Linked DNA regions of Mus musculus: all the other regions are linked to region 2. A link is a contact called in public ChIA-PET, HiChIP or PLAC-seq and promoter capture Hi-C data. All regions are on one chromosome and are shown on one strand. The core of a region is the stretch at or near the end of the contact, and the rest is flanking DNA. Distances in the headings are between cores, read along the strand shown. Region 1 holds the start of Nudt18 (nudix (nucleoside diphosphate linked moiety X)-type motif 18). Region 2 holds the start of Rhobtb2 (Rho-related BTB domain containing 2). Region 3 holds the start of Fam160b2 (family with sequence similarity 160, member B2). Region 4 holds the start of Slc39a14 (solute carrier family 39 (zinc transporter), member 14).

Region 1 (6,748 bases), core at 1,099-3,598, 770 kb after region 2:
TCCTGCCTGCCCAGCTCTGTCACCATGTCCCTGACTCTGCCTACCCCTTATCTCCCCTGCTCACAGGTTGTATACACGTGTGCATGAATGCACCCTAAGATGGCCTGCTCCCGTAGGTTCTGGGAAATCAGTACTGGTAGGACTACGCTTGTTTAAGGCTATCCACTCCAGGGGTGTCCTCTATCTCAGAGGAAAGAAGACATGCGTGGAGGTGGGCTATCCCAGCCTCCTTTCCTGTCTCATTATCCCCTTCCTGTCCAAGACTCACCCACCTGTCTCTGACCACTGCTCTTTATCCTAAGGCCTTGAGAAATCCAACCTTTTTGGTTGCCTCCCCAAGCACTCTGGGAAGGACTGTACCCCCTTCAGATGCCTTCTGTGTGTCCCCTTCACCCTTTACAAAGGGCTTTCGGTGTTCTATTGCTTCCATGTGCCTTATGACAAGGCAACGAGGCCTTCCGCAGCAGATGCGTGTTTTCCCCTTCCCCCATGATAATGGAACTGCGGTTGTGGCAGCCTTTGCTCTACCAGGCAGTTGGGCCGGCTGCTGTTTATCTTAGGACGCCTCTGCCACTCTCCCAGCCTGCCCAGACATGACCTCACCCTCTCCCAAATCATCCCTGGGAGAAAGAATGGAGTGTCTGACCAGTGCTGCCTCCACTTCACAGATGGGAAAACTGAGGCACTGAGAGAGCAAAAGGGGGGTAGGGGGAGAGGAGGGTAGGGGAAGAGAGAGGTGGAGAAGAGAGAGGAGGCCTTTAACAAGTGGCTCTGCACCCTGGGGCCTGATCTTGACCCTCTGCCGATGACTACAGTTAATTTAGAAATAGGAGGTCTTCAGTGGCCTCAAGTCAGAAGTGTCCAAGTGCCTGAAAATACTGTGGGCCACTAACAGTGCCCATCCAACCTCACGTAGATTTCCTCTTCAGGGAGTTTGCATCAGCATCGGGGAGAAGAAAGGCTGAGACCAGTCCCGGAGGGCTGAGATCGCCTGCCAGTCAAGTCTACAGAGCACAGATGTGGTTTTGTGGTGCTGGGAATTGAACTCAGGGCCTTGTGTATGCTAGGTAAATACTCTACCGCTGAGCTATACTCCCCAGTTTCACGGTGTGTGTGTTCTTGTATGTGCAGGTGTGCTCTATGGACTATGGCTTTGAGACCCTACCTGGAGAACAGGTGGGCTGCCTGGTGACGGTGTTCAGATAGTGCATGGCTTCTCCCAAGCTCTCTTGGCTTCTCAACAAGTATGGAAAAGGAGGGCTGTTACAGACCTACTGTACAGATGAGGACATTGAGGCCACCCAGGGCACAGAGCACGTCAGTCAGCAGAGGCTGGATGTCTGGCTTTTAAACTCCAGAGCTTTGTCAGTACCATCAAGCCACTGTCCCCCAAAGGAGGTACACAGAGCCAGCAGTGGGGGAGGAAAGGGAAGTCTGGGATGGGGTGAGGAGCCCAGACTTGGCCTGCTTTGTGGATTCCTCTCAGCTGGCCCTGCCTTCCTGTCCTGAGTGGAGGTTAAAGAAGCTCAGAGGAAGAAAGGTCAGGCTGGGAGAGAAGCAGGAGCTGGCCAAAACAACCCACACCCTGTTCCTCATGACCAGGCCCTGGACGCTGGGTAGGAGGGCACCACCCCTGCCCTCTAAAGATGGAGTCTGTTTCAGAAGCCTGGGAAAAGCATTGGGCACAGGATCGGATGCAGGCTACAGTGCTGACTTCAATCTCCCTTTCATTCATCCCCCCCCCCCTTAGCTTCTTCTCATCCCCAGCCTTGTCCCACCTTGACCACCTGTCCCATCCCTCCTCTGAGGCTTGTCAATCACGTTCCCCATCCCCCACCCCACCCCCAAACCAATCCTTTAGCCTCGGACTCTTAAAATGCCCTGTGTCCATCGACCTAGACAGATCAGAATTTCTAACGCAACGTTATGTGCCTGAGCCATACCACATTCAGAGCATTTTAACGAAGTCAGAAAGTTATTTGGGGCCTATTCGTCGTGAGCACTTCTGTGGTTCGTTTATGATAAAAGCTGGACAGTGGGAGCGAACGGCGGAGTCTGGGCTTCCGTAATGTCATCGGACGAGTGACGCCATCGACCCTGGTCACAGTGGTGTTCATCACCCTACAGGCAGGATGACATCACCGTCGGAACCCGCGCGGACAAGTGCGTGCTGGGTGAATTAGCTAATCGCTAGGGAGAGTGTGAAGTGAGGCTGAAACCCAGGAGAGGAGGGGGCAGAGGGAGGATCCCGGCGCCCCGCCCTCCCGATAACCGCTGCGAGCTGGCCAATCCGGGCAGGCCGCAGTGACGCGCAGCCTATCAGCGACCAGGTCTCTCCCGGAGGTTCCGTGTTAGTCTTGGCCCTCAAGTCAGGGGAGGGGGCGAGGGCGCCGCGGCCCACCGCAGCTCAGGTCCCGGCCGCTTGCCTCCGGGGGTCTGGCAGGTCCCGGCTTGCCACCTCCCCGGAGACTTGATGGCCACGGAGGGCCTGGCAGGGGCGCTTGCCACCGTGCTGGGGGGAAAGGGGTTGCTGGTGCAGAGCTGTGACTCGGAGCCGGCTGGGAAGCCGCTGTTTCCCGTGCGGCTGCGGAAGAATGTCTGCTACGTGGTGCTGGCCGTGTTCCTCAACGAGCAGGTGAGCGTCCGACCGGCCGCTGGCCTTCGGCTGGTCTCGGGAGCGTGCCGCCTGCCCTGATCTGAACAGGCGAGCCAACGGCCGCTGCCTGTATGTGGCGCTTCCCAATGTTGCAAAGCACTCTCAACACTAGCAGCTGAGCTGAGATCGTCCTTCTGTAGACTCTATAATATGGAAGGAGAAGCCGAGGTCCCGGGGCGGTTTATCTCATCCACTAGACCTCGCCCCCCACCAGGAGAGGCCTGTAATATGCCCCCTTCCTTTCCAGGAGTCTAGACTCTCCCGGCGCCTCGGGAGAGTAATGGGGAGCTTACATGCAGGCCTCCGATCCTGTGAGAGTTCTTTTTAGTGATCACTTCTGCACAAGTCAGCGTTATAAAATCCTGGCCAAGAAGGGGTAGGTTGGTATAGGGGTGGAGCTAAGTTTCAAAGCCTCAGACCCTAGATTGAGGACTTGACACAGGCGGTTTGTAAGTCCCATGGGAACAAGAGCAAGACAGTGGCATAAATGAGTCAGTATAGGAGTGGTGGCAACCTTCAGGAGGAAGCCTCCTAGAGCAACGCCCAAGGTCCTCAGCCCCTTTCTACAACAGAAGTCCCTCTGGGTTTGAGTTACAGCAAAGCGGAGACAGCCACTGCTTTCAGCCATATCAGGGCCTGACTCCTGAGGATCCAGCATCCTAAAGGTGTCTGTCTACCAAGAAGGGAGCTTTGGGCTGCCATCCAGGTAGGGGCTACTCTTCTGAAGCCCCCAGACTGGCTGGGTAGGAGTGAAGATTGTCTCACTTCCCTCCCTCCCAGGATGAGGTGTTGATGATACAGGAGGCCAAGAGGGAATGCCGGGGGACATGGTACCTCCCTGCAGGAAGAATGGAACCAGGAGAAACCATCGTGGAGGCCATGCAGCGGGAGGTGAAGGAGGAGGCAGGGCTGCTCTGTGAGCCAGTGACACTGCTGTCCGTGGAGGAGAGGGGCGCCTCCTGGATCCGCTTTGTGTTCCTCGCTCGACCAACAGGTATCCCCCACCTAGTGACATTTCTCACGGTCCCTCATCCATAGCCAGCCATACTGTGGGCTTCTGCTTATGGCCATTGACCTACTACGGGCTAAGAGCTTTTGGGGGTCTCTCTCTCTCTGGAGTGTTGGGGTGGCCATTTACTCTCTCAGGCTCAACCCTTCTCATACTGGCCCTCTTCCCACCCCACCCCCCAAATCTCTCCTAGGCGGAGTTCTCAAGACTTCCAAAGATGCTGATTCTGAGTCCCTCCAGGCCGGCTGGTACCCACGGGTCTCCCTGCCCACACCGCTTAGAGCCCATGATGTTCTGCACCTGGTAGAGCTAGGCGCCAAATTCTGCCAACAAGCCATGCACCCTCTCATTCTGCCTCAAGAGCTCCCCTGCAGTGTGGTCTGCCAACGGCTGGTGACCACCTTCACAACAGTCCAGTCGGTGTGGGTGTTGGTGGGCACGGTGGGGACACCTCACTTGCCCATCACTGCCTGTGGCTTTACCCCTATGGAACAAAGGGGCGGCATCAAGGTGGCCATCTTGAGGCTCCTACAGGAGTGTCTGACTCTGCACAGTTTGGCAGTGGAGACCAAGGGGTTGCTTGGGTTGCAACACCTAGGCAGAGACCATGTGGATGGTGTCTGCCTGAATGTGCTGGTGACCGTGGCTTTTCGGAACCCAGGAATCCAAGACGAGCCCCCAAAGATTCGGGGTGAAAACTACTTTTGGTGGAAGGTATTAGAGGAAGATTTACAAAAACTGCTTCTGTACAGACTCCAGGAATCTTCTGTGATCCCCCTGAGCAGATAGAGAGATTCCAGCAGGGACCAAAAGCTGAGCTGCCCCCTCCCTCTGAGGCAGAGAAAAGGCTGGCAGTCAGGGATCTCATTGCACATTTTGAGGGGGCAGGGACCACACATTGAGCCCAAAGGGAGGGTGTCTTGAATCCACTTTTCAAGGGCTCAGTTCTGAGGGCACACAGTACTTGTCTTTTAAGTTGGTGAGGAACTTTTTGAACCCTAAATGGCACCATCTTTGTCCACTTTGGAAAAGGCTGCATGTCAATCCTTCCAACCCCATAGGAATGTAGAGAGGGATGGGACATGGGGGACGCATCCCTCAGGGCAGAGTCCTCATTGCTGAGTAAAAAGGTATTGCTTAACCTGCCTGCTTGCCTAAATGTCTGTGTGGGGAGGATATGGGGCACTGTCCCACCCACAGTCACCCAGGTCTTTCCTCACCGTGTACACACTGATGCTATGCAGGGATGTAAGGATCCTGAGGCAGACATCGATGCTCGCTGAAGCCTCGACCCACCCAGGCTCTTTTTAGTGTTCCTGTCCTGTCAGGGCGGGCGTGGGACTTTGAAGTGACCACACCCCTAATAAAAGCACAGCTCAGACCTGTCCAGGTGTTGAACGGTTCGGTCTGGTGAAACTGCCTAGGGAACAAGAAAGAGCTGAGGATGACACGTTGGCCTCTGCCAGTCTTTTTCTCTTTGAGCTTCCTGGGCTCTGACCTGTTCCGTGTGCTCTCGGACCTGGCTTTTTGGTTTTTGTTCATGTCCCTGTCCTCAGTTCATGTCGCCCAGGCAGACTGTGAACTCTTATAATGTAGCTGGTGATGACCTTGACTCATCCAGATTCTGCAGAAGTCAAGCCCTTTTATCAATGGGTTACACTCCCAGGCCAGCACAGGATTCTGTTTTCTTGAGATAGACTCTGCCCACATAGACCAGGCTGACCTCAATCAAGTTTGTTGTGATCTTCCTGCCTCCAATTCTTGAGTCCTGGGAATACAGATGTGCTCCAGCATGCTGCTGCTTATCATTAGCATCATTATTATTATCTGATGAAAGCTTCGGAGCTGGCGAGGTGGCTCCGCTCAGCAGTTAAGAGCATATGCGGCTGGCTCATGCTGAGGACCTGAGTTTGGTTTCCAGTCCTTGCACCAAGTGGCTCACAACCACCTCCAGCTTCAGGCTTTCTGAAACCCTCTCTAGCCTCTGAGGGCACTCACTCAATGTGTACATCTCCTATGCAGACATACATAATTAAAAATAGAAATGAAAATGAAAATCAAAAGCAGTTGGAGCAAAGGAAATGTATCCCATGTTGCTAATCATCACATTAGATTTCTGATTCTGAGCAAGGAGACGCACTTCCTAGCATTGCTTTTCACAGAGGACAGTAGCTTGAGGAGCCAGAAAAACTCCTTGATCCTTTTCCTAGTGCCCCAGGCCTCTTTGGTAACCATCTTGTCTGGTCTCTAGAAAGAGGAATCCTCCTTAGACTCCCTGAGGACATAGTTTCCAAATGATAAACCAAAGCGAGGTATGATGGCACACACCTTTTATCCCAGCATTCGGGAGGCAGAGGCAGGAGGATCTCTAGGAATCTATATAGCAAGTTCCAGGACAGCCAGTACTACATAGTGAGGCCCTATTTCAAAAACTAGAACAAAATAAATGAAGTCTTTTCTATTTTATTTTTGGAGTGCTGTGGGTTGAACCCAGGGGCTCACACATTTTGGGTTAAGCAGGCTACCTAATGGTCTCACTGAAAACCAAAACCTTTTATTCAGGTCAGGACTCCTCCAGTTCCCCCACACACAGAGAAGGGCAGTGACATTCACTGCCACCATTTAGCCTGGTGGCTTTTGATCCTGAGTACACATCACTGTCACCCAGACAGTTCTCAGTTCTGTCCACCCACTAGGGTGACTAAGCTGCTGAAACCAGCTGGGAGCTGGCGTGTGTGTGTGTGTGTGTGTGTGTGTGTGTGTGTGTGTGTCTGTCCAAGCGCATGAGCAGGCACATGCATGCACATAAGCAAGAGAAGGAGGGTGTCGGGAGCCCTGTTCTATTGCTTTCTACTTTATTCCCGTGAGACAGGGTCTGGTCTATCACTGAACCTGGAGCTAGACTGGCACACTGCAAGCTCCAGTGATCCTCCTGTCTCCTTTACCCATGGCTCTAGGACGTCAGATGTGTACGCAGCCACACCTTGGCTTCTTACCTGGGTGATGGGAATACAGAGAAACCCATGGCTCTGTTGGCACTTTCACCCCCTGAGCCATCTCCCCAGCTGGGCACCAGTATCTCA
Region 2 (7,293 bases), core at 1,129-3,628:
ACACAGACTGCTACATTTCTATCTAATCTGCACACTGAAGCCCATGCCCCCTCTGACTGCCCCTGAATTCAGGCTTCCTTAACACATCCACCAACTGGCGTTTCCTTTTGCTCACTGTCATTCCTACATTAACAACTGCAAGCTTCATTGTCCTATCTAGGAAGAGGCAAACCACTGCACTTATTGTGGACTCAGTCTCTGCCTCCAGAAAATGGGTATAAGGATGTTGGAAGAAAGTTTCTGAACACGTGAATTTTGGTAAATTCACGCCAAGGGAGCCTGGGTGGGAGGAGGTATTTGTCGTCTTATGTAATATAGTATTATATAATGCTAGATTGCATATCCATATGTGTAATTATATCTCCCTTTAAGATACAGGCTGGCCCAATTAAGCCAGGAGAACTTTTTTGTCTAATCAGGCCTGTCTTAAGTGAGGATCCTGTCCAGACGACACCATGGCAATATTAATGTAACTTCTGTTCTAGAATATTACTACTTTTCTGGATCACTGCTGATGCATGACAATACAAACCATGCGGTGAACTTTCCCACTGTCCCTTTCCCTCTGGCACACCCTTCTTCAGTGACTGGACACTGTTCCTCTCAGTTGTCCCAGCCCCATTCCTCCAGAGCCTCCTGACCATCCTCCACCCTCATCCAGGGTATCACAACCTCCAATTCACTGATTCCACCCCCTTGACAATCCTGAAGCCACTGAGATTTCCTCCCCAACTCTTGTCCCCAAGTTACCCCCCCCCCCCTTCACAAACAGTGTCCTGCACGTCAGCTTCCCCAGTTCTTTGTGCTCTGTCCAGGACAGATCCGAAGGTGTGCTCGGATTACCCACAAACCTCAAGGGCTCCCATTCCCACCCCCGCACCCCTACACACACTGTTTGCAGAGCTCAAAAGCCCCCCTTTCCCTCCCACAGCTGATAGGAGGCTTGTTCATCTGTGGCTGCCCTAGTCTGGTTGTCAAGGAAACGACAATCTCCCTGGGAGCCTGGCTTGTCTCCTAGCAACCAATATCCCACATCCTGCATCTTACAAAAAAAAAAAAAAAAACGTGAAAGGGAGGAAAATCGAGAAAATGAAAGTAAAAAGCAAGGAAGGTGGATAGAAAGGAAGACTCGGGAGGAGAGGAGCAAAGGAAAGGTCGGTTTGGAGTTAAAGGAGCTCCCACTGTGGACGCTGACATTGTAATATGGGCGAAGGTGGAGGGGTGGATCCTCCCTCCCCACGCAGAAAACGTAAAGCAAGGCCCAAAGGGATCTTAAATGATCACATTAACAGAAACAGAAGCCTAAATACAGGATAAACCTTTTCAACCCTAGGCTACCCGAACATTAACAAAGAAAGCTCAAGAATTCCACCAGTAGTTTGCCAAAACTCAGCTGGACAGACCACAGTGGAGTTGACTTCAAAGAATCAGCTAGCTCCACTGCCGGCAGCAAACACCGCAATTGTACTGTTTTTTGTTTTTGTTTTTGTTTTTTTAAAGAAAGAAAGAAAAGAAAGGAAAGTAAAAGAAAAAGGAAAAAGGTACACCTCTACCACTCTGAACCTCTTATTTCCCTCCTGACATGCCGCTCTGCACACACAATTTTTTTTTAATGAAATAAATAGGGAAGGGGGAGGGGCACGACACACCGATGCAAAACATGTAGTTCTCCCCTAAAAACACCCAAGAAAGGTTAGTTTCTCTTCCCTCTGAACTGTGCAGACTCAGCAAGTGCCCAAGGGAAGAGTGGAGCTCAGGGGAAGGCAGGAGGGACGCAGGGAGGAGAGGGGAGGGTGCTGAAGGATGAGCCAAGGCGAGGTGGCACGTTTGCTTGCAACCCGGCCATAATAGAAATCAATCGTGTACTTACACCACTACATGTGACGGGGTAATTTCTAGTGTAGGGAACACATCTCTTCCTGCTAAGCACGCTCATTTTAGTGAGATGTCTGGGGTCACTCTGCGCGTGCAAGTTGGGGCGCCGCCGACGCTGCTGCTCTGTGCTGGAGACCCAGACTCCTGGGGTCCCGGTTCAGGTACGATCAGAAGAAACTCTGGCACAGGAGCCCTGGTCGGACCGCGGCACGTGAGCAGCCTGGGGCGCTGCACTGCAGCCACTGCCTCTTCCGGATCAGCATCTCCGCGCGACCCGGGCGCCCAATGTCATGGAGGCTCGCGGAGCCGGGTTGCGCGCCGCCGCTCCGACCTCCGGCCGCTGGGCCGCGCCGCCGCCCGGCTGCGCTGCGGAGGTTGCGGGCGGCGCGCTAGAGAGCGAGGCGCCGGGTGAGGCCGCCGCACGCGCGCAGCCTTAAGACGCCGAGCGCCGCAGTCCCCGAGACCGCTCACGACCTCCTTTTTTCATTCACAAAAAAAGCAAAGTTGGGGGGGTTGGAGGGGAGAGGGATTAAAAAAAAAAAAAGAAAAAAAAAAAAAAAGGAAAAAAACTGCACCCAGGAACGGTTGCTGTGACAAGGACTGCCCACAGCGGCGTGTGGTTGGTGGAGAGCGGAGCGATGGGGATTGGACACCCAGAGGCCACGCCCGAGACACGCCCCCGATCCCGGGAACGCCTCCCGCTCCTCTCCTGGTTTTGCACCTCCTCCCTTTTCCCCTGGGAGCCACGAATGGCCAGCAGCTGACCTCGCCAGTCTCAAAACCTTGCAGGACTCTCAGGATAGTTTTCCCCAGGAGGCTAGGAAGAAACTCATCCGGCGGTGCGCCCTGAGAATGCAAGTCAGAGGGCCACGGGAAGATTTTCCTGTTTCTCCCTAATTCAACCAAGCCTCTACCCCGCACACAGCTGCTCCGAGTACTGGGGGACCTTTCTTTTTTCATTATCCCTGCAGCTCCGACTTCTGTAGCTCTTAGTGAGTTTTCTGTATGGATACCCGTACTTTTTGACCTGTCTGCCACCTAGACCTTCTTTAGAGGTTCCCATCCCAACCTGTTGTCAAAGAGAGTTCAGTAGAATCTCCATAACTTTGCAAAGAATGCCAAGGAAATATTAGCCAGAGAATCCCTACCTAAGTCCTCTGTGGGTGCTCTAAATATAGTGACTGTCATCCCCAGCACTTGGGTGGGTGAGACAGAAAAATTGTCATAAGTGCAAGACTAACCTGGGCTACAAAGCAAAACCTTATCTCTAAACCCTAAAATAAAAATGGGTTGAGTCTAATGCCATCCATTCTGTTCATCGGAAGGAAGCGTCTGCGGTCCCCGGTCAAGGCTGGGTTCCATAGATTGGTCGGGACTGCTAGGAATTACACATCTTACCAATTCTCTCTGGACAGTTTTTTTTAAAGCAGCCTGGCAAACTTCACACAGCAACCTCCCCTATCACACTTCCAATGTCCTTTTTGAGAATGCAGATCTGTTTTAATGTTGGTTTATGCAAAATATGATATAAAAGAGAGGTTTACTACCCCTCTCCAAAGTCAAATAAAAACTGGATTTTTGGCCAAAATACACACCTCTAACCCCAGCATTGATAGGATTGAGGCAGGAGGATGGAAAGTTTGAGGTCAATATGGCTGATGTAGGGAGACCCTGCTATAAGCAAATAAATACTCAGTTTGTATTGTCTGAAATATGCCCTGTCTGTGAGTGCCTAGGACAGAAAGTTGCTCACCAGGGCGCCTGTAGTAAGTGTGTACTCAGGTTCGTTTAATCATTGTGCAGTAGGCAGATACTTTACTGTCCCTGGCCTCCAACACCTACCCAGAGCGGAAGAGAAGGTTGACAGTGACTGGAAGTGCTTCCTCACACTTCCTGTTCAGATTCTGCCTTCATAAAACAAATACTAGTTCAAAGGCATGTTTAAGAAAGAAGGTAGGGGCTAGTGAGATGGCTCAGCGGATAAGAGCACTGACTGCTCTTCTGAAGGTCATGAGTTCAAATCCCAGTAACCACATGGTGGCTCACAACCACCCATAATGAGATCTGACGCCCTCTTCTGGTGTGTCTGAAGACAGCTACAGTGTACTTATGTATAATAAATAAATAAATAAATAAATCTATCTTAAAAAAAAAAGAAAAGAAAGAAGGTAGAAGCCGGGCGTGGTGGCACACGCCTTTAATCCCAGCATTTGGGAGGCAGAGGCAGGCTGATTTCTGAGTTCAAGGCCAGCCTGGTCTACAGAGTGAGTTCTAGGACATCCAGGGCTATACAGAGAAACCCTGTTTCGAAAGGAAGGAAGGAAGGAAGGAAGGAAGGAAGGCAGGCAGGCGGGCAGGCAAGCAAGCAAGCTTTGCTCAGGTATGTTCTTCCTCTGCATTTGACACAGAAGAGTTTCACTTCATTGCTTATGCTCCTAAGAGTGATTATACAAAACCTCTCCAGGTTCCTACAGCAGGCAAGGGCCCCTCCCCTCCCAGACCCTAGTCTCTCTACCCAGTTCTGCCACCTGGGTGCTCTGGTATCACCTTTCATGTGTCCCATAGTATGTCACTTGTACAGTGCTGAGCAGGCAAATAGGCCTCTCCTTTGCTAGAGGGTAGCTAGAGTGTGTGCCGCCGAGCCTGTGACACTCTAGCCAATGGGAGAGAAAGCCGGCCTGGCTGGGTCATGCAGGTTTGGGGCCCAGTCTTGGACCAATGCAAATGTCAAAGTTTTAAACCTGCTCATAGTCAGTAGAGTGACCAGAGCTGGGCCAGTAGCTAGCTGGAGAGGTGGCCTGAATCACCGCCCTTACCTGGGTGCACAGTCCCAGTCTCTACTTGCAACTTTTCTTCACACAGAAGTTGTGCTGGATAGTTTTATGTTAACTTAACACAAGTTAAAGTCATCTGAGAGGTGGGACCCACAATCGTGAAAATGGCTTCATCAAACGGAGCTGTAGGTAAGCCTGTATTTTCTTGATTAGTGATTGTTTGGGGAGTGCCCAGTCCATCCTGTGTTCTTGTAAGAAAGCAAGCTGAGCAAGGCAGGGGAAGCAAGCCAGTAAGCAGCATTCCTCCACAGTCTCTACATCAGTCCCTGCCTCCAGGTTCCTGCCTTATTTGATTTCCTGTATTGACTTCCTTCAATGATGAACAGTGATGTGGAAGTGGAAGTCAAATAAACCCTTTCCTCTCCAACTTGATTTATTTGCTCATGGCATTTCATCATAGACAGCAATAGTAACCCTAACTAAGTCACAAGTCTTCGGTCACCTCACCTCTCCAGCACGCCCAGTCAGAGCCCACTCAGTCCTGTTTGGACATGGCACTTTTCCTCCAAGCTCTGCCTCCCACTTCTTCCCAGGCTCTGTATCCAGCTCTGGGACCATGCTTGCCTTATCTCTCTGTCAAACCTTTCTTTTTTTCCTTCTCTCTCACTCTCTTTTGTTGTTGTTGTTGTTGTTGTTTTGTTTGTTTTTATTTGTTGTTGGTTTTTTTTTTTTTTTTTTGAGACAGGGTTTCTCTGTGTAGCCTTGGCTGTCCTTGAACTCACTTTGTATACCAGGCTGGCCTCGAACTCAGAAATCCGCCTGCCTCTGCCTCCCAAGTGCTGGGATTAAAGGCGTGTCCCCCCCCCCCCCCCACGGCTTCCTTCTCTTTCTTTATTGTGGTTTGTAGAGGCAGAGTTTCTCTGTGTAGCCCTAGCTGTCCTGGAAGTCACTCTGTAGACCAGGCTGGCCTCAAACTCAGAGAACTTCATGCCCCTGCCTCCAGAGTGCTGGGATTAAAGAAATACCGCACCACTGCCTGACTTTATCTGCCTAACCTTTCAGTGGCAGATCTCTGAGGCTGGGATTTCTCCAACAACTGGCAGCCAGCAGCTGTCATTGTAGAATGGCAGCCTCCCATATCCTGAGCTGACCAGCCTACCTCAAAAGGCTGCTTCTCCTTGTGTCAGGTTTCCTCTCAGGCCTGGAGTTTCTGCCCACGCCACCCCCCTTTTATCCCCCTTTTTCCTTCTATCCTGTTCAGCCCATTTCCTGCAGCTTGGAGTCACCTGCTACCTGTTCCATCACTTCCTCATTAACTGACCATAGCACCACCCTTCCATGAAGCCTAGGCACTGCAGTGCAGTAGCCTCCCTCCCTTGCACCTTACAGTCTCAGGGATTTTCTGCAACACAAAGATGGGTTTCATTCCAGCATTTTCTGCCCCAGACCCCCAGCTGTCTGTGACCTAAAGTACCCTTGAACCTGTCTTCTGATGTCACTTCCCCCCTTCCCTCCCTTCAGCCAAGCCAGGCCATCACAAGACTGCCGTCTTCCTGAGGGCAGATGCCTACTTACAAGATAGAGTTTTTGCTGGAGAGATAAGCCTCCACCGTGGTTCTCAAGAAGGTAGGTGTACACCTCAAGACCCAGGCTAGCTCCCTCTCCATGGCTCTCTCCACCTCTTCCAAGGCCAGCCCAGCTTGTACAGACCCCTTCTGTCCACCCCTCCTCCAGCCTGAGTGTTCTGTGTGCTTAACCAGCAGCTCAGCCTTCTAGATTGCTAAGCACATGTTCACAGTGCCCATCTCCTCTTGGAGTCACCCCTCTCCATCCCCCAACCAGACTTTGTGATACGAGCAGTGTGCCTGCTGGAGCAGGTAGCTTCCCTGCTCAGAACCTGAAACAAAGATCGGAAGTAAAGTTTGAGCAAAGGCTGAGATATTTTGAGATACGGAGCCTAAGTAAGAAGAGGGAGCCAGGAGCCCGGGTTCTTCTTGGCTCTCTGACCAGAGTAAGACCTCCACCAGGTCCCCATGAGGAGGTGTGGCTTTCGCAGGAGCAGCTCTCTGGGACACAAAGATGCTCCCCAGCCCCACCACCATACTAGGACATACTTAATCATTCTTTAAAACAGCCTGGGTGTCATATCCTCGAGAAAGTCTTCTGCCAGCACCTGCTGTCAGCTTTGGGTTCCCCCATCTTCTCCTGTGCTTCACTACTAACTCAGGACACACTGCTAGTACCACTGCTCTGTCCCTCTCCCTACCTGTACTGAGAACTCCTTTGGAAGGGAAATGTGTATCCAAAGAAGCATTTATCTATTTGTCACGATAGTCTAGTGCTTCAGCAAGCACACAGTAGATGTTTAATAAAGGTTTGATGGATAAGTGAAAGTTTGGAAAGAGGCAGCAAAGGACAACACCACAAAGCGGCCACTCACATGTTGTTCTGAGAGGTCTCCCAGGGGCTATACCAGCCTTTTCTTTGTCTTCCCATGATGCTGGGTTCCCTCCGGGATCCTGGTGGAAGCAGCAAAAGGGAAGAAAGCTAGATGGGAGGAAACAAACTGGTGAACGGGGATAGGCAGACTGTGAGTCATGCAAAAGTCGGTTGGCTCAAATGGAAGGCTCTACCCAGGGCAAGG
Region 3 (6,860 bases), core at 603-3,102, 790 kb after region 2:
TATTCCACTTGGATGTTCCAACCTGAGGGAAGACCAAACTCCCCAGACAGTGGATGGAGCTGAAAAGAGATTCCTATGTGGCATAAAGCACACTTTCTGAACATGGTCTGTATGTTGCACACTGCAGGTAACCTGCCTAAAAATATGTCCCTCCGCTCTCTTCATCTGCAGCCCCTGGTGCTTCAGCTTTCTGTACTCAGAGTGTAAGCATCAAGGACGCTTAGGGCTGTCCCCACTGCCAACCCTCCTTGACAATTGAGCTGTGTCCAGAAGGATGAATTAGTGTATCAGATTGCTTTCTAAGATGACACTTGTTTTTATTTGGGACAGGAAGGAGAAGAAAAGGTGAAAAGGTCATTTTGGAAACTCCCTCTTGGGGGTACCCTAGGCCCTGTTCCTCACAGCAGAGCTGGACAGTGGGGGGAGGGGAGGTTACAGAAGTGCCTCCCTCTCCTTTAACCAGTTCTCCTAAGGCTGAGCCAATTGATATGAACAATAGCAGCCTAGCATGGTGATTTCATCCCAGCACTCGGGAGGCAGAGGCGGGTGGATCTCTGAGTTCGAGGCCAGCCTGGTCTACAGAGGGAGTTAAAGAATACAGGGCTACATAGAGACAACCTGTCTCAAACAAACAAACACCAAACACCAAAAACAATGAAGGTTCTGACTGGGGGGGGGGGGGGGGCGTCAGACCTAAGATTGTTTCTCAGGACACAATTTGATAGACTAAACCCATCAATTAGACAGTGTTCTTATACAATGAGAAAAAAATAATTAACTTTTCAAATAGCTTCTTGCAAGGCTGCTGAATGAAGTGACCAGGGACATGCACTTCCAGAAAAAAGGGGCCTAAACACAAACTGAGAGAGAGAGAGAGAGAGAGAGAGAGAGAGAGGAGAGAGAGGAGAGAGAGAAGGTAAAAGAGAGAGCGCAAGCAAGCTAGCTTTGCATGGAAACAACTCTTCCATTCAAAGCCCCTCCGGCAGGCTGAAGTCCCTAACTCAAGGTCAGCTGGCTCAGTGGCTTGAGATAAGCCTGCAGAGGGCTACTTCCGGGTTCTCGCGACCACCCACCCCTGCAAAGGTCTCTATCACCTTCTTCCTGGGACTTATGTCACTCAGGGCTGCAACTCCCATGCTAAGAGGGAACTCAGTGCGGGAACCCCTGCTCCCAGTAGTTGTCTGGCAGCTAAGAGAGGAAGGGGAAGGCTGTTGTCAATCCCAGGTGAGGAGGAATGGAGGAACGTCAGGAACGAGAAAGGAAGGCTGCCGGGCGGAGGAGGAGGCGTGGGGGCAGATCTGGGAGAAAGGGCTGGTGACAAGGGAACCTTTGGGGAGAGAAGAGTTACAAAGCTAGCGGAAGCTCTCGAGGCACAGGGAACGTTAAAGAAGCCGAGCGGAGCGCAGGCTCGGGGGACCGAGTCGCAGGTCAGGGAGTGGGACACAGGAAGCACAACAGGAAGCAGTGCGGAGGCCGGATCGAGGGATCGGGACTCAGGATCAAGGGAGCATGGCTCAGGATCACGAGAGTCGGGCTTAGGATCAGAAGAGCGAGGCGCAAGATCGAGGGAGCCGGTCGGTCTGGAGAGAACCCCGGAGCTAGGCGCTCCTGGCGGCCGCGACGCGGGACTGTACCCGAAGACGAAGCCCGGAAGCGGCGTCGGGGCCAGGGGAGGGGCCCTGCCCAAGGGGCCCGCACCTCACCCGCCCGCCCCCCTGCCCGCGCCCGCCCCTCCGGTCCGACCAGGGCCCGGCCTCACCGCCCCCACGGCCTCCTGCAGCAGTGCCCCGAGCCGGCTCAGCATGATGGCGGCCCGGCCCGGCTCGCGGCCCGGCTCCCGGTGGCGGCGCAGCGGTGGCGGAGGAGGCGGCCCAACGGGCGGGAGGCGGGACCCGGCTCTGAAACCCCGCCCCTGCCGGAGGGCTCGGGGGCGCTCTAAGCCCAGGGCTGGGCAGGTCCTGATGGAGGGCGGTGGGGAGCACCCTGGGAGCTGATGACCTAAGATTCCTTTGAGTAACACCCAGAGACTTCTAATTCCTCGTGCACCCTCACAATCCTACCAACACAGTAGCCCTGGACACACACGGCTCTGGAGTGTTTAAAATGACCTGGCCCTGACAAGCTGTGTCAAGGACACTCCAGAAGGCAAAGACATAGTGGGAAGAATTGACGACATGTTTAAATGTAATGGATTAGGAATATTGGAATAGGTTATGGCTAATATTAATTTCACCCTGTTGTTCAGTACTTTTATAAAAAAAAAAAAAAAGGTCGTTATTGGAAAAGATGTCCTCTAAGGTTTGCTGTTTGATTAGGAATTGATCCGAAGAGTCCCAGCAAAATCTGTCTCATGTCCCCCGCTCTGGAGGGAAAGAAAGCAATTGGGGTACACCTGCAATCAATCCCAGCACTCAGTAGTATCAACAATTCAAGGAGGTAGTGAGATCCCGTACCAAACACATACACACACACACACACTGACACACACACTCCGAACACAAAGATACATGCATACATACACACACACATACCACTCACACAATTACAACACACTGACACCACACACACATACACACACACACCACTGAGAGAGAGAGAGAGAGAGAGAGGTTGAAGACACGAACTGTTTAAAACAAAAACCAAAGCAAACAATAAAAAACAAGGGCTGCATGAGGCTCTTGGTTCAATCCTCAGTATCAGATAAGTAAATAGATAGATGGATAAATAATACATAAATTATATAAAAATTATGTAAATGTATATAGGTATTTACATAAATTATAAATGATTAAATTACTTACATCTATCTTAAATATCCAGGATATCCTAAAACTCACCATTATTTTTGTTCCAAGGCTGGAGATTATAGGCTTGTGTTACCATACCTGGGCTGCACTATAAATTCCAGGCCAGTCTTAGAAACATAGTGAGACATTAAAAACAAGAGTTGGGCCGGGCATGGTGGCACACGCCTTTAATCCCAGCACCCGGGAGGCAGAGGCAGGCGGATTTCTGAGTTCAAGGCCAGCCTGGTCTACAAAGTGAGTTCCAGGACAGCCAGGGCTATACAGAGAAACCCTGTCTCGAAAAAACAAAAACAAAAAACAAAAAAACAAAAAAACATGTAAATTGCACTTGATGTCACATGCCTTTGATCCCAGCACTCAGGGAGTAGAAGCAGGCAGATCTCTACTAGTTCAAGGCCAGCCTGGTCTACAGAGCAAATTCTAGGACACAGAAACCATGTCTTGAAAATGAAAAAGGAAAAGGAAACAGAGTTGACACATTGTTTTTTTTTTAATTATCAGATATTTTTGTTGTTCATTGATTTCATGACTGTAAAGTCAACTCTTGTTTTCTTTTTTCAAGACAGGGTCTCATATGGACCAGGATAGACTCAAACTTACTGTGTAGCTGAGGTTGACCTTGGACTCCCAATCTTCCTTTCCTTAGTGTTGGGATCTGGCATATGCCTGGTGTGTCCACTGCTAACAAGAGAGCCCAGGGCTCATGCATGCTAAGCAAGCGCTCTGTGCTGCATTCTAAGCCCTCAGCTCCTGACTCTAAATGGTGAGGTGTTTAGTAAATAAAACCAAAACAAAAGCTTCGGGAACCAATAAAGTTGCCCAGGTTTTACATCTTTGTGTCATGAGAAGGACGCATGAAGGACTCTCCCTAAGGCTTTGTTTTAGGGGGTCAAGAGCCTCACTTTGAAGGAATCTAAATTCTCAGGAGCTCCAAATCCTTTAGGACTTAGTGTCAAAATTTGTCCTACCACAAACATTTCCAGTCAATCTGATCATATGTTGCTTCCCTTGGTAACCAGTGAACTTTCTACAGCGCCCGGCTGTGAGTTCTAAGTAAACAGGGTCCGCTTTATAATCACATAGTCCATGTTGTCTGATAACATATGCGGAACCCAGTCCTGCTTCCCCTGGAAAAATGGCTATATCTCTCCAGTGCTGGGCAGCTGGAGATGTAGCTGGCTCTGCAGTAGAGTGCTTGCCTAGCAGGCCCAAGACCCTGGCTTTGATCTCCTGAATGCCCTCCCCCCAAAATGAGATAGGACACTGCCCTCAGCCCCCCAACACACACACACACCACACATATTGGTTTTATGAAGCCTTGGGTTTCAGGTAAAACGCTCTCTCGTTTGTTGGGTCAAACAAACCTTGCTCTCGCAGGTCTGTTTCAAGGATAATGCTGTAAACATAAGCCGACTTTACTTAAAATCATTGTTCATTCGGGAGCTGAGAATGTAGGTCTTTCAGGCAGAGTGTCTACTTAGCACACACAAAGCCTGGGTTGGCTCCCTAGCCCCAAATGAAGCAGGCGTAATGGTGTCCACCTGTCATCTCAACACGCAGGAGGTAGAAGCAGAGGGAGGCGATTCAAGGCAGTCTTCAGCTGTAAACTCCATTCCAATGGTAAGAAAATCATTGTTTTGAATGGTTCTCATCTATTTGCTTTGGGGCCAGCTGGTCCTCTTCCCCTGTGCAAGCCCATCCCGTCTTCTTTTTGATCTTCCAATCAAACTGCACACTCAGCCCCACCTTGGGCACGCAGCTCCATAGTGGTTGCAGGCAGAAGGCTTCACCAAGGCAGTCAGAGGCCATCAAGGCACCAAGGCACCATTTGTCCCTCAGTTACCAGGTCTCCGTTCCTGCTTCCTCTGCTCAGTGCTTGGCAGCCAGGTGGTAACCTCCTGGTAACGTTTTCTGCTGGGCTTCCCTGATGCAGAGGCACCTTGGGTCCTAGGGAGGCCGGTGTGTTTGAGGTCATCTTCTGAGGCTCTGTCAAGCTCTCTCTAGCTACAAAAGATAGCTTTCTGTCTCATAGAGCCCCTGGAAAGGTGGCAAGTAGCAGTCTCTCTAGGCCAGCCCTTGCTCCTGCGTCCTAGAGAGGAACGGGACTATGGTATTGTCTCTAAGCCCACTCTGGCTCACATGAAACCTGATGTCACCTGTCCCTATGTCTCAGGGCTAGTGGCTTATAAAGAAACAAACGTGGGTTATCAATGTGGCTCAGTTGGTAGAGCACACACCTAGCAAGCAAGAGACCCTGGGTTCCATCCCCAGCACGGAATAAACCATGGCTGTCAGTGTATTCCAGCACTTGTGAGGCAGAGGCAAGGCGGATGGGAAGTTCAACCTCAGATACAAGTAAGTTTGAGGCCAGTGTGAGCTATGTGAGACAAATAAGATCCACAAATATGCGATATATGCCTGTGATCCCAGCACTCGGAAAGGCAAATGCTGGATCAGGGGTTCAAGACCAGCCTTTGCTATGGGACACCTTATTTCAAACAAAACAACAAAACAGAATAAATGAATAGATAGTTCAGGCTGCTGGCCTAAGCCTATGCGTCCAGCTACTTGATACTGAACCAAGAAGGCCAAAACTTCCTGGGCTACAGAGTGAGAGGTCAGGTCTAGCCTGGGCAACTAAAGAGGTAAGACTAGCCCAGCAGTAGTGGTACATGCTTTAATCCCAGCACTTGGGAGGCAGAGGCAGGAGGATTTCTGAGTTCTAGGCCAGCCTGGTCTACAGAGTGAGTTCCAGGACCGCCAGGGCTATACAGAGAAACCCTGTCTTGAAAAAGAAAAAAAGAAAAAAAAAAGAGGTAAGACAACTGGTTGTGGTACAGTGCTTGTCTGATATGCACAGGCATGGATAGAAACAATAGATTTAGGGACCCAGTGCAACCTTTTAATTCCAAGCAGTTACCCCTCCCAGCATGATCACACACACAGTGGACAGGGAGTGCCAGGGTCTGGGTAAAAACGAAACCCAGACCTGGGCAAAATAGATATATATATATGTATAATTATATACACGTACATATGTGGACAGACAGGACTGGAAGTGCAATTAGGTAGGGCAGGGAGTCAGGGAAGCAGCAGAGGGTGCCCCAATAAATTACATTCTGTAGAGAGCACAGTAGGAGATGCATGGCAATGGAGGGACCTGGGAGCTGGGACTCTCCATCCCATCTTAGGGAGGCTGAGGCCTGGGCTCGGTGGTCCCTGGACAGGTGCTAGAACGGTGCATCCTATCTGGTTTTGCCTGGAGGCTGGTGGTGGTGAGGCGTTGTGTGAACAGCGTCTCTGCTCTTAGCCACAGCTTTGAATAAGTCTTGGGTCTTGAGCAAGAGGTTTGAAGCTTAGGGGTTGCAAAGTACAGGACATACAAGCTAGAGGGAGGATGACCTCCCAGCTGGAGGTCCAGGTAGAGCCTGCTTCTGCCAGTTAGAGAAGCATCAGGCCCAAGTGCAGGAAACTGCCAGGAGTGCAGCTGGCTGGAGCCTTTGGGTGGACAGGCACAGGGTCCCAGAGCTGCCGCCTCCCCCTGTACAGGACAGCAGACCGACCTCCCCGCTAAGCCCCCTTCGTTTCTCCTCACTGTCTTCTGGGGACTCTCATGTGGGGTGACAGACAGGGAACGGGTGCAAACATTGTGTGCTGGAGTCCGGGCTGGGTTTGTCTAGGCAGTAGAGCCCAGGGAAATGGTAAGGCCCCCTGGCCCATCGTGGGGAAGGAAGTCCACGCCTCGTGACTCTGGGACTGTGCACTTCTTGGCTCTCTCCGTGAGGAATGGAGCCCAACGTTTCTGCCCTGCCTCCCGCTGCTCCCAGCCAGCAGAGGAAGAGGACACTGTAGGGAAGGGTCTCACAGCCCCAGCTTCAGGGCCTCGAAGCAGCAGAAGGAAGGTACTGTCACGGACAGGGCGAGCCGAATCGAGCCGAGCCGGCAGGGATGTCAGAAGAGGGAAGCTTTCTTCTTAAGTTCGTTCCGCTTCCACAGGGCCAGCTTGCCAAACTCCTCGGGAGACATGGCGAAGACCCTAGAGAAGTCCTCTGC
Region 4 (7,553 bases), core at 1,405-3,904, 550 kb after region 2:
TTCTCTGGTATTCCCCCCCAAAAAATCTGTCATTAGTAAGCAATGTGACTCGAGGACATCAATTAACCTCTCTGAGTCCAGGATCTTTCATTGTAAAAGCCACTCCAGACAACAAGGCAGCCTGTGGTTCTGTCAAATGGCAGGTGTTACTTTCTTTTGGCATTAAATGGAATAGAGAGAATACATCTGGTAGGGTTGTGAGGCGTCGGGGAAGAGCACATGTGGGGTGCAGGGAAGAAAAGAGGAAGGAGGTAAGAAGTCTTTGAAACCAGGACCCATCCTGTGATTGTGTATCCTACACAAACAGGGGTGGGGGTGGGGGATGGAGAGGACATGGGGTCCTTCCTGGCCATCACTAAGCCTTGAGGAGGAGCAGTCTCAGAAGAAAGAAGAACCTCCAGTAGAACTCCCGTAGGAAAACGCCCATCTTCTCTAAGATTGCCCAATGAGTCTGTGCGCTTTTCCCCTGGTCAGCCACAGAAAAGGAGTCTCCCAGGAGGACAAGGGACACTTTATACCCTGCTAAGGAGGAGACAATCTACCTTATGTCTAGGTTTCCACCGTCCTTACAATCCAGCCTACTTGAGCAGCCGGGACTCAAAACCTCTCAGTCTAACCCACAAAAATGGTGGCACTACTGAGGCGTCAGCCACATTCCAGACATGACCACAACGTTCCACCAGTCAGTGAGAACAGACTGGCTATTGGAGTGTGATGGGGCTGGGGTTTGGACATCTAGCTCCAAAGCCCTGAGTACTCTGCCACTGTGCCTTACCTCAAACAAGCTCCCTTCTCTAAACTACTCCAACCAGCAAGGAGACTCTTGTGTTGCTACTTAATTCCCCACTTGCCACTGTCTGCCTGAAAGGCAGAGTAAGCCTTCTGCCTGCACCCACCACAGTGGCCATTGAGGGGCACAAACCAAACACTGTACGTGGGACCTGGGCCTTTTGCATCAACCCTGGGTTTGGAAAAGAGCTCGGGATAGATCTCCAGGAGCCTCTAACTCTCCTCTTGTCTACATGCAAGGCCAGTTACATAGGCTCTGCCACTTCTCAAGTCGGTTGGTTGCTTAGCCAGCTTCTGGGTTCTTTAATCCCTGTTTCTGCCTCTGCACTGTCCAGGTGAACCACAGAATGCCAGGTGTAGCAGCAAGAAGTGTTCTGCCAGGGTCCTTCTGGAAGAACCCATATCCTGGGTCAGTTCAGTGTCTCTAGTCACAATGATAAAACAGTCACACAAAGAGGACCCATACACGGCCTCCTGACTTTGAACCACTAGCAAAGAGCTCAACTAAGTCACCAATAGAAAGGGGACTAGATGGCTTTTAATTCTAGTTGTCAGAAGTTGTGATTCTGGACATGTTTCTGGCTGTTTGGCCAAGGAGGCACGTTGGAACCCCTCAGTGTTGAAGATTTGTTTTAATAGGTAAGGAGTACGGAATTGTACATCTTTTGGATAGACAATTCAGGCTGGTCTCAGTACTAACCTGAACCAGAATAGTGACCAGATAGTCACTCCGGAGCCAGTTTCTATCGTCCCCTAAAATCAGCACCTCCAGCAAATATATCTATCCCAATGACCAGGGGCTAAAAAGAGCTAATGCTACAATTCCAAAGCCAGGTTACTTCACGAAGAGGGGCCTGCCAAAGTGCTCCTGCCTCTATCCTTCCATTTAGGCCACAGGAAAGCACTCCACCCCTCACCAAACCAAACTGAGAGTTCTCTTGAACGCACAAGCCATGTAACTATTTAGACTACAGATCAGCTTAGAATCTAGGCCCCGGGGTGACAGAAGATTCTTAAAGCTGAACCCACAACCCAGAGAGGCAATTTTCCGGCTTAGAATCTACCTCAGGATCACAAGGTGAGTCTGATGGCTACTTTAGCTATAGCTTTAAAACTCTAAGAGGGAGCAGCCGGTAACCAGACCACCTAATTTGGTCAGTCCCAACCTAAGTGAGCCCAAGAGGCATCGCTGCCGTTAGTCAGGGGAGAATTCAGCGCGGTGCCACCCTTGCGGTTATCCACTCCTGCCCAAGCCAACCAGAAGAATCGGGCATCACTCTCCAGCCGGAGGGTGGTCTGGCGTGGGGCAGGGAGAAGGACACATAGGTTCCTGGGATGCAAGATCCAGACACCAGAGCCCCCGAGCAGCCGCCACCGCAGAGCATCTGATCTACCCATCTACTCCGCTTCCTCTGCGCTCTGTGTCCTGGGGCTCTAGAAAGCTCATCTCAGCCTTTCTGAGCAGCTATCGACCTCCCCGGCGTCCTTCTCTGGTTCACACATCCCGGGCCCTGCAGCTGAAGGGACAGCGCAGTGACCTCCTTCTCCTCGCCACCGTGGCACGGCAATCAGGTGCTACCAGGACTGGGCTCAGGGAGTGCGCGGCCTCCCGAAAAGACTCTGGGTCCTCGGCGTGCCGGTGTCTCCAACCCCCACCCGGTGTCCCCCCTAACCCGGAGGCGCCCGACTTCCCATCCTGCCTGCGCCCGGTCCGTCCTCACCTGAAGTCCTCCAGCCGGCAGTCGGGCCCACGCAGCCTCACTATCCAGGGCCCCCCCCCCAAGGCAGCGGGCGACACAGCTACTGAGTGGGTGCGTCCCCGCCAACAGCCACGCGCCCCCTCTCTACGTCCGGCCCCCGCCGCATGCGCATGCCCGGCCATATACCCTGCGCGTCACCGCTGGGCCCGCCCCCGCCTGCTGCCCCGCCCCGCTCCCCCGGGCCTGCCACGTGGGACCGCCAGCTAACAGCGTCGTTACCCTGGCCAACCTGGTCCTCCAGCGTTGTGCATCCCCGGCTCGCATCCTAGCTCTCTCTAGCTTCATCCACCCTTCCTTGATGAATTCCATCCTTGACTCACGGAGGCCCTGCAGGCTCCGCTATTCTCTGGAAACCTCCCATCTGTCCTTCCTAGCCCCTTTTGTGGGAAACTCACAGCGTGACCTTCCATCCTGTCGCTCCTGAGGGAGAGTGCCCCTCTCTTGGTAGACATTTGTGGTTTTAACACTGTTGATGAATCTAAGAGACTTTTCTGTTTTCTCCAATTCTAAAATATTCTGTAAGCAGGATGGAGCGCTTCATAAACTGCTTTTTTTTTTTTTTTTTTTGCCTACCCCAGCCAACCAAAAGAATTAAAATAACTTGTAACGATCCAAATAAAAGATCATATTCATTTTTTTTCAGAGTTTCGCACCTCTTTCTCACAGTTAATCAGATTCCTAAGGAGCGAGGTCAAGCCTTAGGTTTTGTTTGTCCTGGGAGGGAGTCTCTTCCGCTGTAGGAAGGGCCTATTGTGTTGGATACTGAGCCTTGTATATGCAAATTTCTTGAGAAAAATAAACCACCCACTAAACTCTTATTGTTCTATTCAGCTGGATATTAGGATTATTTCCTCTATCGCTTAACCAACTGTCACCTGGGGCAGGGAGGGCCCCATGGAAGAACCTCAAGTGGCACTGGAACCAGTGAATGGCGGGGGTTTCTGTTCTAGCACAGGGAGTGTGTCCAGCTGGCTGTGGTATCTCTAGATTTGTTCAATAGAGAGATGGCATCTAAGTGCTGGGGAAAGTTCCCTCAAAAAGGAAGTGATAGGAGTAGAACTCCATGTCCCTAGAACAGGTGGCAGGAAGAACTCAGCTCAATGGCAGCTTGCTCTTGCGGGCTGGCTAGAGCACCAGAGTGTGGGGCTGGGGGTTGGTGAGGTAATAGCCAATCCTGGTGGTGCACACCTATAATCTCAGCTACTCTAGAGCCAGAAGGATCTCAAGTTCAAGGCCAGCTGGGGCAATTTAGTGAGCTCCTTTCTCAAAAGGTAAAAGGGGGATTTTTGGTTCAGTGTATGCTTAGACCGCACCAAAGCCATGAGTTCGAGGCCAGCAACCGGTTCTGGTAATGCTCACCTGTAATTCAGCACTGGAGAAGTGGGGACAAGTATCACAAGTTCAAAGTCAGCCTTGGGCCCCTTAATGAATTTGAGACCATGCCTGAACTACCTGAGACCCTTTCTGTAAATTAATAGTGAATGCTTTGCCTAGTGTATGCAAGGTCTTAAGTTTAAAAGATATAAAACTACTGAGGCCACTCAGACTCTTCTGGCCACTCTGTTTTTCTGAAATTCAATTATCTTTACTCTGTAATTACAGTACTCCAATGAGTAAGAGGGAGACCCTGTGATGGTCCTCTCATTTACTTTCTGAGTAATTTTGAGGTAATGATAGCTCTTGCAGAATTGCCTCCCGGGCCCCTGCAACTCTATAATAATGCTGAATATTTGCCTTGGTTAAAGTTACAGTGTTTTTCAGACATTATGTCACCCACTTAAGACTCCAAAGCGGAATGGACTGTCAGGAAAGGTCGGTTCCCCATCAGGCCCCCCCTAGAAGGAATAAGCAGAATAAGAAGCCCACCTAGAGACAAGGATCTGCCATCCCAAAGCTCTGAATAGGACGGGGAGCTTAAACCCTCATCCCCCGGATTCCAGACAGGATGTCAGGGCTACTAAAGCTTGCATTAAGCAGTTGTTGAGGACGGCTCAGGGGGCAGAGTGGGGAGCTGGGCATGATGGCCCATGTTCTCCAATGCTACCACTTGGGTGGTGAATAGGAGAAGCAAGGATTCAGGGCCAGCTCAGCTCCATAGTGAGTATGAGCCCAACCTGGGTTAGGAGAGACCTTGTCTCAAGGCACATAAGCAAACAAACAAAAGCACTAGTGGGAAAGAGGAGTGATGGGCCACCCCACCACAGGACCCATCTGTGTGGCACTGTCACCTGTTTGTGGAACTGTCAAAGTCCACAGGGGCACCCAGAGTTGATAAGCTATCTCCAGCTGATAAGCTATACACAAGAGGAATTCAATTAATCATTAACATAGCTCAAAATCAAAAGGTCCTAAGTCTCTGCATCCGCCCCCACGGGCATTTCTTCAGGAGGCACATCCTGATGAGAGGACACATGCCGACTAGGTCCTGCTAGGACACAACAGTGATGGTCACCATACATAGTGACATCTGGAGCCTGGATTTCCCACCATCACTTGCTTTCCCTCCTCCTCCCCTTTCCATTCCCTTCCGCTCAGCAAGCTTCTTGATTGTTCTGAAGTACATTTGATCTACTCTTTCAGACTTTGGAAACCCTTATTTATTTATTTATTTATTTATTTATTTATTTATTTATTAAAAATACTTGATATTTATTTTTTTAAAATACTTGAACCCTCTGTAACTCCAGTTCCTGGGGGTACTGACCTCCTCCTGGTCTCCACCGGCATTGTGCGCACACGGTGCACTTCCAGGCACGCAGGCAACTCATTCATAGATGTAAAATTAAAAGAAAGGGAAGAATAAAATAATATAGTGCCACAATTCCAGTATAAATAATGTAGCAAGCAATTTTTCCATAAAATAGGTTCTGAGCGTATAGAACATTTACCTAGCACGCTTGAGGCTTTGGGTTCAGTTTCTAAGAGCTGGACATGGTGACTCATGCCTTTCATCCCAGCACTCAGGAAGCAAAAACAGTCACATCTCTGTGACTTCAAGGCCTGTGACAAATCCACTAAACTTGATTTTGTGACCATGATTGACTTGTAATCTACAGAACTAATATGATTTATGGGACTTGGATTTTTTTTTTTTGCCTTCAAAGCATTTCATTTCTAATACTAGCTTTTAAAATTACACTTATCTGCCTATTGATTGATTTTGTGTGCGGATGTGTTTGTATGCACGTGGGCACCATGATGTGTGGAGGTCAGAGGACAACTTGCAGGGAGTTGGCTCTCTCTTTCCATCATGTAGGTCTCAGGGACTAAACCCTGGTCGTCAGGCTTGGCATCAGTGTCTTTCCCTTCTGAGCCAGCTTGCTGAGACCCAAAGCCTTTCATTTCTATCCTTAACCTTAGACCACCACCTGCCTTGATTACTAGATTTCACTCTGTATCTGAGCTCCCTAACATAGCAGTTTGCACATAACAGATTCTCTATAAATATTTGTTGGACTGGCTAGCAGCTCCCTCGATTTTCAGTGTTGGGCAACATTTAAGGGAACTGAACACAAGAAGCTGACACGGTCACAGCCCCTGCCAACATATATAGACAGATTTCCCGAAAGAGAGATGAGGGGAAGAGCCCTGCAGAGTAAGCCAAAGAAATGAGACATCCATCCTGTAGTGTGGAGGGTGGGGCTGAAGACTCAGAAAGCCACAGACCAGAGTCAACTAAGTCGACAGGACAGGCAGGGGATGAGCAGGACAGCCAAGACTCCTCATCCTTCCTGTCAGTTTTGAACAGTGTTGGGTTTGGCCAAGAGTCCACAGCTTTTTTTTCCAGACTTTTAAATTAATTATCAGTTTCTCTGTTTCTTTTTTTTGGGGGGGTGGGGCGGGTAGGGTGCATTTTCTATGTTTTTTTTTTTCTTATGTTCTGGTAGGACTTAACAAATTTAAGAGGATCAGAGGAAACATGGTGTCCCAGATCCCAAAATCTGACCCAAGGACCCATGTGTTAGCATCCTAGGCTGCTAGGCAAAGCTCAGATGATGGCCAGCGCCCTCAACTGTGAATCAGGCAACTGAGAGAATGCTTGACCCTGGAATAATTAGCAGTGGGAATGCTAACTCGGCCAACAAATCTTACCAATGTTCCAAAAATCTATAATCTTTGCTTTCTCCCTGCTTTTGGTAATTTGTTTCTTCTTTCTCTGTTTTATGTTTGGTATTTTTAGATTTATTTATGTGTATGAGTATTTTTGCTTGCATGTATGTAATATACACACATATATAATGGTACTATATATATATATATATATATATGTATATATATATATATATATATATATAGTGCCTGCAGAGGACAAAGAGGGTATGGGATTCCGTGGAACAGGAGTCACAAGTCACAGAAGGTTGTGGACACATGGGTGCTCTCGGCCTCTGAGCTATCCCTCTAACCTTCTTTAACATTATTTTTAGCATGTATTCTTTGTGTGTCTGGGTGTGTGTGTGTGTGTGTGTGTGTGCTAGAGTGAGTGTGTGGAGGCCAGAGAACAACCTAGGGGACATGCTTTCTCCTTCCACCTAGAGTCAGCCTGTCAGGCTTGGTGGCACGGGCCTCCATGCTCACGGCATCCTGCCAGCCATCGTTTGCTCCTACACCGGTCTGCCCATTGTGTTATTCATCTCAAAAAGACAACTTAGGGTTTTGTTGCCTTTCCTCTCTTAATTTTCTGTCCTCTATTAATTTCTGCTCTGAACTTTATTTTTAAAAGATTAGCTGGGCATGTGGCTCACACCCAGCTGCAGCTGAGCAGCCTGGGATGCTAAGAAAGGACCACTTAAACCTAAGAGTTTAAGACCAGCTTGGTCAACACGGACAGAAAGACAGAGACAGAGACAGAGACAGAGACAGAGACAGAGGGAGGGAGGGAGGGAGGGTTGGAGAGAGATAGCTGGGGAAGGGGGAAAGAGAGAGAGAGGAGGGAGGGAGGGGTAGAGAGAGGGAGAGAAAGAGAGAGAGGTTGATTTGAAGAGTGGTAGCCAAAGCCTTTAATCC

Evidence for each region. ChIA-PET counts read pairs in DNA pulled down with a chosen protein or histone mark. HiChIP or PLAC-seq counts read pairs in DNA pulled down with a chosen protein or histone mark. Capture Hi-C pulls out chosen DNA fragments and counts their contacts.
Region 1: a promoter capture Hi-C map of liver shows a contact between it and region 2. The contact joins the promoter of Nudt18 here to the promoter of Rhobtb2 in region 2. A contact is called at or near these places in 3 of 115 datasets of contacts at active chromatin or transcription factors (bone marrow-derived macrophages, memory CD8 T cells and pancreatic cancer cells) and 2 of 9 other capture datasets (adipose tissue and liver).
Region 3: a contact with region 2 is called in an H3K4me3 HiChIP or PLAC-seq map of bone marrow-derived macrophages, with 4 times the contacts expected there. The contact joins the promoter of Fam160b2 here to the promoter of Rhobtb2 in region 2. A contact is called at or near these places in 4 of 39 promoter capture datasets (cranial neural crest, maxillary cranial neural crest, pre-B cells and 1 more), 2 of 484 Hi-C or Micro-C datasets (B cells and embryonic stem cells), 2 of 115 datasets of contacts at active chromatin or transcription factors (bone marrow-derived macrophages and memory CD8 T cells) and 1 of 9 other capture datasets (adipose tissue).
Region 4: an RNA polymerase II ChIA-PET map of memory CD8 T cells shows a contact between it and region 2, with 26 read pairs. The contact joins the promoter of Slc39a14 here to the promoter of Rhobtb2 in region 2. A contact is called at or near these places in 7 of 39 promoter capture datasets (the C10 cell line, cranial neural crest, frontonasal cranial neural crest and 4 more), 1 of 484 Hi-C or Micro-C datasets (B cells), 5 of 115 datasets of contacts at active chromatin or transcription factors (astrocytes, bone marrow-derived macrophages, memory CD8 T cells and 2 more) and 4 of 9 other capture datasets (embryonic tail, embryonic trunk, liver and 1 more).

What each region holds. Positions count from the first base shown.
Region 1 is chr14:70,575,476-70,582,223 of GRCm38.p6, forward strand. It overlaps Nudt18 (nudix (nucleoside diphosphate linked moiety X)-type motif 18), which reads left to right and starts at 2,349. Exons shown (of 3, transcript NM_153136.5): 1 at 2,349-2,635; 2 at 3,437-3,650; 3 at 3,859-6,748. The coding sequence starts at 2,474. The coding sequence ends at 4,454.
Region 2 is chr14:69,803,167-69,810,459 of GRCm38.p6, forward strand. It overlaps Rhobtb2 (Rho-related BTB domain containing 2), which reads right to left and starts at 2,379. Exons shown (of 10, transcript NM_153514.5): 1 at 1,871-2,379.
Region 3 is chr14:70,597,983-70,604,842 of GRCm38.p6, forward strand. It overlaps Fam160b2 (family with sequence similarity 160, member B2), which reads right to left and starts at 1,853. Exons shown (of 17, transcript NM_194345.1): 1 at 1,760-1,853. The coding sequence starts at 1,804. Dmtn (dematin actin binding protein) reads right to left here. Exons shown (of 16, transcript NM_001252662.1): 16 at 4,202-6,860. The coding sequence ends at 6,759.
Region 4 is chr14:70,348,770-70,356,322 of GRCm38.p6, forward strand. It overlaps Slc39a14 (solute carrier family 39 (zinc transporter), member 14), which reads right to left and starts at 2,655. Exons shown (of 10, transcript NM_144808.4): 1 at 2,511-2,655.